2 separate regions of the Drosophila melanogaster genome follow, and region 2 is linked to region 1. Evidence: chromatin contacts called from public Hi-C data. All regions are on one chromosome and are shown on one strand. The core of a region is the stretch at or near the end of the contact, and the rest is flanking DNA. Distances in the headings are between cores, read along the strand shown. Region 1 holds the start of CG1640. Region 2 holds the start of CG1998.

Evidence for each region. A called contact is a pair of places that touch in the nucleus more often than the background predicts.
Region 2: a Hi-C map of the Kc167 cell line shows a contact between it and region 1, with 2.1 times the contacts expected there. The contact joins the promoter of CG1998 here to the promoter of CG1640 in region 1. A contact is called at or near these places in 4 of 107 Hi-C or Micro-C datasets (the Kc167 cell line, the OSC cell line and the S2 cell line).

Annotation. Positions count from the first base shown.
Region 1 is chrX:13,366,234-13,372,513 of dm6, forward strand. CG1640 reads left to right here and starts at 4,373. Exons shown (of 7, transcript NM_167365.1): 1 at 4,373-4,569. The coding sequence starts at 4,554. It overlaps dmrt11E (doublesex-Mab related 11E), which reads left to right and starts at 1,958. Exons shown (of 3, transcript NM_078591.3): 1 at 1,958-2,017; 2 at 2,260-3,007; 3 at 3,766-4,239. The coding sequence starts at 1,967. The coding sequence ends at 4,100. It overlaps Syt12 (Synaptotagmin 12), which reads left to right. Exons shown (of 6, transcript NM_132650.2): 6 at 1-1,946.
Region 2 is chrX:13,409,499-13,415,885 of dm6, forward strand. It overlaps CG1998, which reads right to left and starts at 3,576. Exons shown (of 7, transcript NM_132659.3): 1 at 3,484-3,576; 2 at 2,989-3,424; 3 at 2,764-2,918; 4 at 1,854-1,927; 5 at 844-1,019; 6 at 316-770; 7 at 1-251. The coding sequence starts at 3,198. The coding sequence ends at 101. Set2 (SET domain containing 2) reads left to right here and starts at 3,744. Exons shown (of 4, transcript NM_132660.4): 1 at 3,744-6,387. The coding sequence starts at 3,969.

The DNA.
Region 1 (6,280 bases), core at 3,123-5,622:
AGAAGTATTATTATGTAATCTAAAAACCCGCACCAAAGGACAAACGATCCACTTAACTAGTAACCTAGCTACCCATATTTGAGCGCACTAATTGTTATGAACCGATTTTTATTGAACCGAGTATATCTTATATGATGATGCAACCTCGATCTGAAAAACGAAAACAAAAGAGTCCACACACTTGTTGAAATTTGTCGCATACAGCGAGCGAAATAATTGCATAAACTGGCATTATCTATCTATTAGATATTATTTCTATATAGCATATTTATTTCCATTCTTGTTTATGGAAACAGAACATTTGTAGATGTGTGTCCCAAAAAGGGCCTGTTTATCTTACTTGGCTACATTTCAGAGCTCTCATATTATTTTACCATTTCAAATCATCTGCCACTTGGCAGCTCAAATTTCCCACTTTAAGTTCCATTCTCGTTGGGTAAATCCAATGAAAACTGATAGATAGAGATCGTAATGGAGTAAAATCAATAATGATAGCATTGATAAAGCCAATGGAAATACAATTATTTCGCGAGCTGTATGGTTTAGCCTAGCGACCAGTGAGCCTGTTATATTAGAACTCTATAGATAGATCGTCGTTTGGCAATCAAACGTTGTTGAATTTGAAGCCCAAATCGAAATCGAGAACAAAACTCGATAACCGATAATCGATAATCGAGAATCGAGAAGCGGCGAGCCCTTTAAGCATTGTGATATGATATAATAGCAAACGAAGTGAATTCAGAGTGCGTCTGTGTCAAGAGCGGAGAATCGTATCGAAGGAAATCAAAGTATTTACGATAGCTACAATCCATAGTCGATATAAAATATTAATAATAATACTAATAATATTATTGATGATATATAGGTACCATATGTAATGTTTGTACTTTTGTGATTTGTGTTCGTTCAAATTTTTTGTAGGGCCGCGTGTTTTGTAATTTAGATTTAGTTGGTTCAAGGATCAAAACTTTTTTAAGCGAATGTTATATATATACACGCACCGTTAATACACACATAGATTTCAATTTAGAGAACGTTTTTTAAACAGTAAAGGACAATAACTTTGCAAGCATTTACCATATGATTCCATGTTAAACACAAGTAATTATAATTACCAAACATTAAACAAAAGTTCGTTGTTGGTCCCGTTTTAACATGAACCGATTGTCCGCTACAACCTTATAATATATGATGATCATAATGTATATGATCCTGAGACCATAATAGAACGCACTCGAATACACGAATAGTACTTTCCTAGTCGCACCTGCATTTTGACCAACCAACCAATCGAATCGAAAACCTGGCACATTTCTAGCTCAAGCTTTAATCAATGTAATCCTCTAATAGAACTCAGTAACGTTTTTGAATCACACTTACTAAATGGATATAAAATACATATATGTATGCAGAGGGACAGTGCGTTTCACAATTGTATGAAGTGAGATAATAGCATTTATTCATTCGGTTCGAAGAACACAATTTCCCATTTGACAACTTTTTGCGGTAAGTTCGATTACATATCCTAATTAAAAACAGCTGGCTGAATTCGAAATTATTTGACAATCGCCAACAGTTGGCCATCATTTGTTCCGAAATTTAAAAGATTGTTACTTGTGAAACGCGCTGCACCGTATATATAAGCATATATGTATATATTTACACAAAAAATATATAAAGAAGGCATTTAAAAGGCATTAAATGGAAAGTCCTTTCACCTAAAAACTTCTAGTATATAAATCGCTGAGAATTTTTTTTTCTTTTTTTTACGTACTATTAGCTAATGAAACGATATGGCTAAACTCGAGTTGAATTTGTATTTATACGGAAATATATATATACATATATATATATGTGTGTACGTGCTATATAAGATAATGAATGCTACAAATTGTTATACACGTAAACCGAAATTGACTCAAATAAACGAATAAAGATATTAAACGAAGACAGGCCAGAAATCAATATGCACTTTGACGAAACACGGAGTCCAAACAAAGATGTACGGATTGGAAAGGTATAGTGAAACATGCCTATAAAGAACCATAGAAGATTCACAGATACTTTTACCTTCTTAAATTCTTTAAGATGCCCCAAGTAATTGATTAAGCAAGTGATCCATAACCTATATATATATGCTATATATGTATATATTACTAATCTTTGAAATCGCTTTCAATGAGTTCCTCCTGTAGTCGAATGTATCTTTTGCATGCTGATGCGAGACATCTGTGCGGCCATTGGATCTTCTATATTTAGAGCCAGCGATTAGCAGCCAATGGCAGGCAAGGAACCGATCCCGAGTCCGATCCCTTGCATGCTCGCTGTGTTGTACCTCATGCTAGTACACCTCGTGGGCGTCGGATACCCTGGGGACACAACGACGACGACGACGACGGAAACCACTTGACGCTGCCAGACAGTCTGACGGCGACAAGTAGCTGCGGTTGCCAGTGCTTAAATGTTCGCGCCCCGTTCCACATCCTTTTAGTCGATCAGCAAGCGAGGATGAGCAAGGACGCCAGTGTTAGGATTTGCCAGCGGGAGCGACGTCTCCTGCGGACGCCGAAGTGCGCCAGGTGTCGCAATCACGGCGTCATCTCCTGTGTCAAGGGTCACAAGCGTCTGTGCCGTTGGCGCGAATGCTGCTGCCCCAATTGCCAACTGGTCGTCGATCGCCAGCGGGTGATGGCCGCCCAGGTGGCCCTGCGACGTCAGCAAACCATGGAGGCTCTGGAGGCCACCGCATCATCTACAAAATCCACGGGCGTAACAACGGCCAGTGCCAACAACTCCAGCAGCAGCGAGGGCGAGGACTCCCTCAGCTCCACTTCACCACCGCCGGCACATTCACATCCACATTCGCATTCGCATCCCACATCTTGCGTTAGCAACTCATCTTCATCCTCGGCCACCCGACAGGCTCTGATGGCCCAAAAGAGGATCTACAAGCAGAGACTACGCAGTTTGCAGCAATCCACATTGCATATCACAGCCGCCATGGAAGGTTAGTATGGGACTACATAAATAAGGATTTATGTACATATCAAAAAGGATATCTATCTATGAGTCCGCAATCAAATAGACACTTTCCAATTTGGAAATTATTAGATGTCGTAAAGTAGACGACACAGCTGAAATGATAAGTACATTCCCTACTCACACGCTTTCCCATACGGTGCCAGACTGTCTGGTCCGTTCGTAATCGGAGATCCTCTCCGGTCTCCAGTCTCCTGTCTCCCGCCGCCCATCTTCCGTCTCTTTTCCTCTGTCCATGGACGTGGTCGTGGTCGTGGACAGGAAATGACTGATGCCCAACAATAACAACAGCAATTATTCGACTGACGAAAAACAATTGAAATCGGATGCTTCGAAATGTGTGTGTGCAGTGTACGCACATTTTCCAATCACTTGAGGGGAGTCACATTCGGTAAGCTGAGACGCGACCAAAAACGGAAAAACCCATCCGACTCACAAAAAGAGCCAAATGTGGCAACAGCAATTGACTTCTTTCTGGGTTTTCCATCTGGTTCCATCCGAATAAGTGGAGATCCCGAAACCGGTCCGAAGTTGAAACAAAAAAACAAAAAAAAAAAAACGGTGCCAGGCTGTCTGGTCAGGCGACGCGTGTCTCGGATTACCCAATAATAAATTGTTTCAATTTGGAATACCCATTCATAACGAATCGCGGCAATTTGTAGTGATAACGCCCCCACCAAAACCCTCACTAATTTCAACCATTCCTTTTGGTTCGTTCTCTTTCAGAATACAAACAGCGATTTCCCACGTTCAGCTCGCCATTGATGGAGCGCATGCGCAAACGGCGGGCATTCGCCGATCCGGAACTGAACCATGTCATGGAGGCGACGCTGGGCGGTAACGCTTTGTACTTTGCCACCGTTGCCGCCGCCGCCGCCGCCTGCGCACCCGTTCATCAGGAGCAGCACATTTATCACCCGATGCCGCCGACGATACCGCTAACGATCCCGCCCACAAATCCAGCGATGACCACGCCCGCAGTCACCACTGCCTCCACCGGCAGTGGCAAGAAGCCCAAGCTGAGTTTCTCCATCGAATCCATCATGGGCATCAGCACGTAGCCATGGCTTTCTAGGGCTTACTACCCATCATTTTTTCCAAATGCACTCTGTACATAATTCTAGCGTTAGAAAACCCATTTTTTTGAATAGCAATAAGTTTCGAGTGAAATAAAACATGCGAAAAGGTTTTGTAGAAGAGAAAAAAAAGCTTACCAAACTATTGATAAAAATTCTTTTATACGGAGGAGATATTCACAGAAATCTTATTTTCTAAGAGCTATCATAACGAACTTGAAAAGAATACTATATAAACAAACCTAAGTAGACTATGGGTAAAATGTAGGGCATAGCTTGTTCATACATTTTCGGGCCAGGATTGAATCGACACAAAACTAATTCAATGGGACACTCCTATAACAATCAATTTCAGTGATATATGAAGATGCGCACAAAGCCAGCAAAATTGTTTAAGTGAATTTAAAGCCTTACACGAAAAACAAGCAAAGAGCAAAGATGTTTAAAAACAGAAGTAAGTTCATAATTAATAGAAATAAACGAAAGTTAGTTAAGATCGCAATTAATCGATATTTAAAAAGAGCTATTTATAAAACACATTAGTTTGTTTTTGAATGCTCTGAGCTTTCCAGTGTTGGTGCAAATCGCTGGTCTATCGATCTATCGCCGTCTATCGAAAGTTTGGCTGCGAGGGCTGCAGACGTGATATTTTTAAAACTTAATCGCTGCCCGCTTCATCGTGACTTTTGCCCGCAAGAAAAACATATAGTCGGTAAATACTGCCAGCACTTCATTTTCCATCTCGGTGCGGTTTCAGTTCTTGTTGTCAGTTCCTTAATTGCGTCTAGCGGCCAAAGAGCTTTGAATTTTTGATACGATTCTGATTGGAGCTCGCACGCCGCACATATTCGCACACACACACACACGTACGCGCACACACACGCAGCCAAGCAAGCACACACGTTTTTATTAGGTATTTTATATACAGACATATCGCGTTTATTAATAAGTTTATGCAAGTTCTTGGGATCACAACAAACGCCGTTAGATAATCGCCACGCCCACTTGCGCCCATCAAGGTGAAACGACTAAAAAGTGCAGCGAAAAATCGATTTTTTGCTCTTGAACTGCCGACGTATATATGTATATATGCATGTGCATATATGTACATATATATAAACACAGTGGCCGAGAAATTCTAATTGGGAGCAGCGAGGAAGTGACAGTGAAAGTGATTTGTGCGCCCAAAAAAAAATCTAATACACAATAGTACCCTGATTTTGTTTATCGTTCTGCGTGCGTTTCCCTAATTGAATTGCGTGCCGTGTTATTGTTTTTTTTTTTGTGCTCAATTTGTGCGGCGTCAACAGCTGTTTAGCAACCCAATTAGCACATCAAAACACCCCCTTTACCCGTTATTTCTGCTTCTTTTTGTGTTGCTGTTGTTCGTTGCGCTCTACGTGTCAATCGGAGTTACAATATAATTTAATATAATTTACTAACGTTTGGCAAAAGTTGTGATTTTAGTAAATCCGAATGGCCGTGTTCTAATTGGATTCCTTATCGTTACTATCTTATCCAGTTGGTTTGTCTGATAATCCCCCCAATGCGGGGGGTGAAAGTGCAGGGGGGAGCGGGGTCTTTGAAGCAAAGTGCAGCCAGTTCACATAATTTTCTGTTTCAGATTTTTTTTTAACAGTTCGTTGCATAAGCCAGTTTTGTTGTCAAAACAATCACAAACAAAAGCGATACGCTGCATATATATATATCGCAGATAAACAGTGACTAACAAAAGTTGTCTCAAAAAAAAAAAAATGTTAAAATTTGAAAAATTTATTTAAAATAAATATTTGGAGGTAATGTTTCTTAAATTAATACGCAAAAGTTCTATGCACAGCTGCTTTAGATGGTTATCATATAAAAATTCTATTGGATATATTATTTTATATCTATCTATATCTATATATCGGCATCGTATTGAATTTGTCTTAATTAAGCAGAGATCACTGTATCGATGTTTTCTCATTCCCAAATTCTTACCCCTTTCCCCTAATTCTTAACCCTTTCGTCTATATCAATGCCATCAAAACCGCAACCGGTTTTCCAAAAAGTTATTGCCAACAAGTTTCAGTTTGTCTCGTCTAAACAATATACCTATATATATACACATACATTCATATATTCCAAAGATACATATGTGCGTATATAAAATAGCATACATTTGT
Region 2 (6,387 bases), core at 2,326-4,825, 42 kb after region 1:
ACAAAATAGGATCTGCCTGGTCATATCACAATTGAAATTTGTATACACAGATTGAGAAATGCTTGCTGCCCATGCACAAGAGAACTTTCACTTCGCCGCTTTACTTCATCGTCGGATCGGGGAATGCATCGCGCGGCGGCTTGAAGCTCAGCATCATGATGTGTCGCGCATACGACTTGGTGGCCCGGAAAAGGGAATCGGTGCCATGGAGGCGATCCAAGACGCCCAGCACGCCGAAACAGTTGTTGAATCTGTCGGTTGGCAAGGAAAACAGCATATTAGCCTAGTTTATATCACTAGTTGCCAATCAATTACTTTAAATGGTGAAAATCATGCGCCTCGGGACTGGGAAAGAACGGCAGATGATAGCCGGAGTGGGCGTTGAGTGTTGAAAGGATGGCCAGGGCGAACCACAGCCACGCGGTGGCCACATGGCTGCCCATGAGAAAGACGCCCAGGAAGGGCGGCAACAGGTTGCTAAAGATGTGCTCAATGGGATGGCAATAGATGGCCGTCACCGAGATGGGGGCCGTCCACTCATGATGCTGCTTATGGATGTACTTGTAGATGTGCTTGTGGTGCAGCAGACGGTGCGAATAGTAGAATCCCAGCTCCTCCATCAGGATGCACACGGTCAGCTCAAAGCAGACCCAGTGGAATGTGGGCAGGTCACGAATGTCGCTCAGTCCACGGATCTCCATTAGTCGATAGCTGGCATAGGCCAATGGTATGCCCACGAATATCTGGTTGCAGACCACGCACCAGATCACCTGGAATTCGGAGGGGTCAGACAGTGGGATCAATTGAATATAAATTTCTCGATCGATCGATCGATTGCATTACCTTTAGCAGACGACGAACCTCCACGGGCTCATTGGTGCCCGGCTGGATCTTGTACTTGCGCAGACAGGCGGGCCGATTGGTCAGGTCCATGAAGGTGTACAGTGTGCCCACGGTCCAGTAGACGAGCATCGTGAATATGGTGGTACCGAAGACCCAAAGAACCATGGGCTCGTCGCCTGGAAGATTTGTTTATTTCAAATTGAATTAATAGCTGGCGATAAAAGAGTCTATAAGTGATGCCTTAAAGTATGCAAAGTTATAATTGGAATCCAAAATTTAAATAGATGCATAGTGAATTGATTCATATGAGAATGGATGTTATTAAATCTATAAATGTATAAAGAAATATCCAAGCAACAGCTGGATATAAATCATATGTAGACCGTAAAAAAAAGCAGGCAAATAAACCCATAAAGATAAGTGGCTTAAGTAAAGTTCTTAACGCAATGAATCGTGTGAATTGTAAATTGTAAACGCTGTAAGGAAAATGCAATAAAACGGGCCTATGAACCCTGTTTACTCAGCTTCTGACTTTGAGCTTAAGCAAAATCGGTTAACCGATGAGCCCGGAACATTGAGCCCATTGTGCAATGCGTGAATTAACGTATTTACTCTGGCCAAACAGAGTTATGGTTAAATAATAAGTGTGGCTAACCCGATTGGGGTGTGTGAGTACTAAACATTTGTTTGCTGAAGAATTCAAATTTGCGTGAGTAACGCGGCGATTCATTTCGCCTAATTGGCAGCACTTCTGGTTGCATTTGTATCTGTATCTCTTGCATGTGTCTCTTTGTATCTTTGTGCCCGTATCTCTGTGTCTGTGCGATGGAATTAGTAAACAAAACAGTTGTTGTTGACATTTTGCTGTGTCGCCCAGTGGCTGAGAGTTGCAATTTGCACAGTATCGCCCATGTACACAATGTACACAAAGAGAGGAGCAAAGTTTACCTGTCAACTTATCCATTCTTTTACCCTTTGTTTTGGATATGATACTTGTTAGATTCACTTACCGAACGAGTCGATGAATTTGTCCCACTGCGACTGCCAGAAATCACCGGAGGCTCCCCAAAAGCTCTGCAGATGCCTGGCATAGATATAAGAAACCTCCATGAATTTATCCTCCATGGCTCGTAATCTCAGTGTGTATATGTATATGTTCTGGTTCTTGCAGAATTGGCTTTCTCCCGATTCTTCGCTCTCTCTCTCTCTCTCTCTCTCGCTTTCTTCACGCAAATCGCGTGTCTTCGCTGCTGAGCGTCGCAAAGGCAACTGGCGATTTTGATCGCAGGGAAAAGCGCAGCTCACAAAACCGAAGCTCAACTTAGTTCCACACTCTCGCCAAAAAAAAAAAATGAGAAAGAGAGAGTGTGGGGAAGAAAGCAGAAAACCGAACTTTGGATGCCCTTCTATGTCGTTTGTGATCTAGAAATCTATGGTATGCTATGCTAACCTCGTTCATAAAGGCAATTCGAGTAGATTTTCGCCTTAGAAAGCCTATTTCATGATTGCACTTTCAATTTGTCTATTATTCTATAGCAATGAAGAGTATACGCTTAAATAACTAAACAAACACGCTGATTACTATTCCGTTCTCTTCACCTGGGAATATAGTGAAATCTAATGCAACTCTTATATAATGGTCCACTCTGAGGTCACAAGGGCTATCGACTCAGAATGCGGATTTTAAATTTTGCATTTTTGAGCAAAAAAAAAAAAAACAAATTATGATATCAATAAGCTTATAATAATGCAATCATTGCCCCAAAACTATTTTCAGCTATTATCTTTACTAATTGGGTAAGTTGGCCCAGAAGCTTCCATTTAGATTGAAAATCTGTGTGAAAATTACTAAGCCCTAAACGAGGAGAGGTGCCAGAAGGCGGGAGAAAGCGGACTCCCGCCCAGAATCCCGATAATTACCAGGTGAGCACGTTGCGGAACAGAATGAAGGCGGCCAGGGCGCAGGTGATGATGAAGATGACGCTGTGCAGCGAGGACAGCCAAACGTCGGCGGTGCGGGCGTCATCCCAGTTTTGCAGCGGTGAACCAGGCAATGGTGTCTGTTCCTTGGCATTCTGGGGGATCAGGGGATTATTAATTATTATTATTATTAGTATAGAGTAGATGTGATTCCAGCCGGCTTACATCATTCAGGTTGAGGTAGACCGGCGGCAGACCCGCCTTGTCCTTGACGATTCCACCGCCCAACGAATAGGAGGAGGAGGATGATGATGATGAGGAACTGTTCCCAGAGCTTCCCGCTTGCTGGGACACCGAAATGGGCGAGGATGCGGATAATGAGCCGGATGAGAGGCCCATGCTATTTGGCGGTTTTCCGTGCACCGGATTTGACATATTTACGTCTTAATCTCGAGTAGTTTCCCGGTTTTTCTTACTTTCCTTCCGAAACTTTCCCAGTCAAGTTGCTCTCTCGCTCTCTTCGTAGATTTTCCGTTGCTTTCCTATTGTTTTTGTTGTGGCTTTTCCGTTGTCCTTGACATTTAACGCATTTCGATTTTTCGATTGTTTGGCAGCCCATGTGCGTGGAATTCGAAACGAATTCGGCCTGCTGGCAAGCGCACTGAATAAATAATAATAATTATAAATAATTGTTAACTTTGCAACATGAAACGTTTGTACAAAACAAAAAAAAAGTGCGAGCGATTATTTTTGAATTTTCCTAATCAAGCTCTCTCGCTCTCTCTCTCTCTATCGCTATCTCGCACGCAGTGTGACCATGCCAAGCATGGCCAATAATATACCACAGACTGAGCGAGGACATCTACCCTGTACGTAGCCTAGGTACTCATCCCGAAAACAAAATCTCGCTTGGCAACACTGCGCGCAGTGCATAAACAACAAGAAAGAAGAAGACCGCCGACGGAGAGAAAAATCGAAGTTGCATTGGTATTGGTGTCTCGCCGTGTGCATGTGACAGCAAGTGCAGTTAGTTTCTAACTAATCGTTTCAGGGATTTGGGATGGCACGCAAAGAGTAGATATCACTGCAAATCGGACACAAATCTGCATCCCCCGTCGTTGGACTGCGCGATTTAGCATCCGGAGGCTGCGGCTAGCCCGCTGCGCTACACCCGCCGCACCACCCCGCCCTCACTTCGCCCACAAATGGAGGAGTCGGGTCCGCCAAGCAATCCGTCTCCGGTTGCGTCACGTGGCCGCGGACGTGGTCGCCCGCCGAAAGTGGCGCTTTCCGCGTTGGGAAATACGCCCCCGCACATTAATCCATCGTTAAAACACGCCGATGCAGAGGCATCGCCCACGGCGCCGGAGGATCAGGATTCCGGACAGAGCGAGTGCCGGCGCAGTTCGCGCAAGAAAATCATCAAGTTCGATGTCCGGGATTTGCTAAACAAGAACCGCAAGGCGCACAAAATCCAGATCGAGGCACGGATCGACTCGAATCCCAGTACCGGCCACTCCCAGTCAGGCACAACTGCAGCATCCACATCCATGTCAACAGCAACAGCATCAGCCGCATCTGCATCCTCAGCCGCGACCGTGAGCCGTTTGTTTTCCATGTTCGAGATGAGCCACCAATCATTGCCGCCACCACCACCGCCGCCAACCGCCCTCGAGATCTTCGCCAAGCCAAGACCCACACAGAGTCTGATTGTGGCCCAGGTTACCAGTGAACCATCGGCTGTTGGTGGCGCACATCCTGTGCAGACGATGGCCGGCCTGCCGCCGGTGACACCTCGCAAGCGGGGTCGTCCCCGTAAGAGTCAACTAGCGGATGCGGCCATTATTCCAACTGTCATTGTGCCCAGCTGCTCCGATTCCGATACGAACTCCACCAGCACGACCACTTCCAACATGAGCAGTGACAGCGGCGAGCTTCCTGGCTTTCCCATACAGAAACCCAAGTCCAAGTTGCGGGTCTCACTCAAACGCTTGAAACTGGGCGGCCGGCTGGAGTCCTCCGATTCGGGGAACTCGCCATCGTCCTCTTCGCCGGAGGTTGAGCCACCAGCACTCCAGGATGAGAACGCCATGGACGAACGGCCAAAGCAGGAGCAGAACCTGAGCCGAATGGTCGATGCCGAGGAAAACTCCGATTCCGACTCACAGATCATATTCATTGAGATCGAAACGGAGAGCCCCAAGGGAGAGGAGGAGCAGGAAGAGGGACGGCCAGTCGAGGTGGAACCACAAGATTTGATCGACATCGACATGGAGCTGGCCAAGCAGGAACCAACTCCCGACCCGGAAGAAGATCTAGATGAGATTATGGTGGAGGTGCTCAGTGGGCCACCCAGTCTCTGGTCAGCGGACGATGAAGCCGAGGAAGAGGAGGATGCGACAGTTCAGAGAGCCACTCCACCGGGAAAGGAGCCTGCAGCGGATTCCTGCTCTTCAGCTCCACGGCGCAGCAGGCGGTCAGCGCCGTTGAGTGGCAGCAGTCGCCAGGGGAAGACTCTCGAGGAGACCTTCGCCGAGATAGCCGCTGAGAGCAGCAAGCAGATCCTGGAGGCGGAGGAATCACAGGATCAGGAGGAGCAGCACATACTGATAGATCTCATCGAAGACACGCTAAGTGAGTCAGAGGTTACGTCGTCCGTGTCGCCCACTATCGAGCACATGGTGGTGGAAGAAGTCGTAGTCGAAGAGAACCAGTTGGTGGATGAAGCGGATGAAATCCTTGATTCCAAGCAAGAATTTGTCATTAAAAAAGTATTTTCAGAGTCAGACAATATTGCTGCAAGCTTGAACAAAGACATTTTCGAGCCAAAAGTGGAAACTAAAGCTACGTGTGGCGAAGTGGTCCCACGGCCAGAAATGGTCACCGAAGATGTTTATATTACAGAAGGAATTGCTGCAACTCTTGAAAAATCAGCCGTAGTAACAAAACCAACTACAGAAATGATTGCAGAAACAAAACTATCCGATGAAGTCGTAATAGAGCCGCCACTAAAAGATGAATCCGATCCAAAGCAAACGGAGGTAGAACTGCCCGAATCGAAGCCAGCAGTAAACATTCCAAAGTCCGAGCGAATTTTATCCGCCGAAGTGGAAACGACGTCGTCTCCACTTGTGCCGCCAGAATGTTGCACCCTGGAAAGTGTAAGTGGACCGGTACTATTAGAAACATCATTGTCAACGGAAGAAAAGTCGAACGAAAATGTAGAAACCACTCCATTGAAGACTGAGGCAGCGAAAGAGGATAGTCCACCGGCCGCTCCGGAAGAAGAGGCATCGAATAGTTCGGAAGAACCTAATTTTTTGCTAGAAGATTACGAAAGCAACCAGGAACAAGTAGCTGAAGACGAAATGATGAAGTGCAACAATCAAAAGGGGCAAAAGCAAACACCGTTGCCAGAGATGAAGGAGCCCGAGAAACCCGTCGCCGAAACTGTGTCCAAAAAGGAGAAGGCAATGGAAAATCCGGCCAGGTCTTCGCCAGCAATTGTGGATAAAAAAGTACGCGCAGGTGAAATGGAAAAGAAGGTCGTAAAATCCACGAAAGGGACTGTTCCAGAAAAGAAAATGGATTCGAAGAAATCTTGTGCAGCCGTAACTCCTGCTA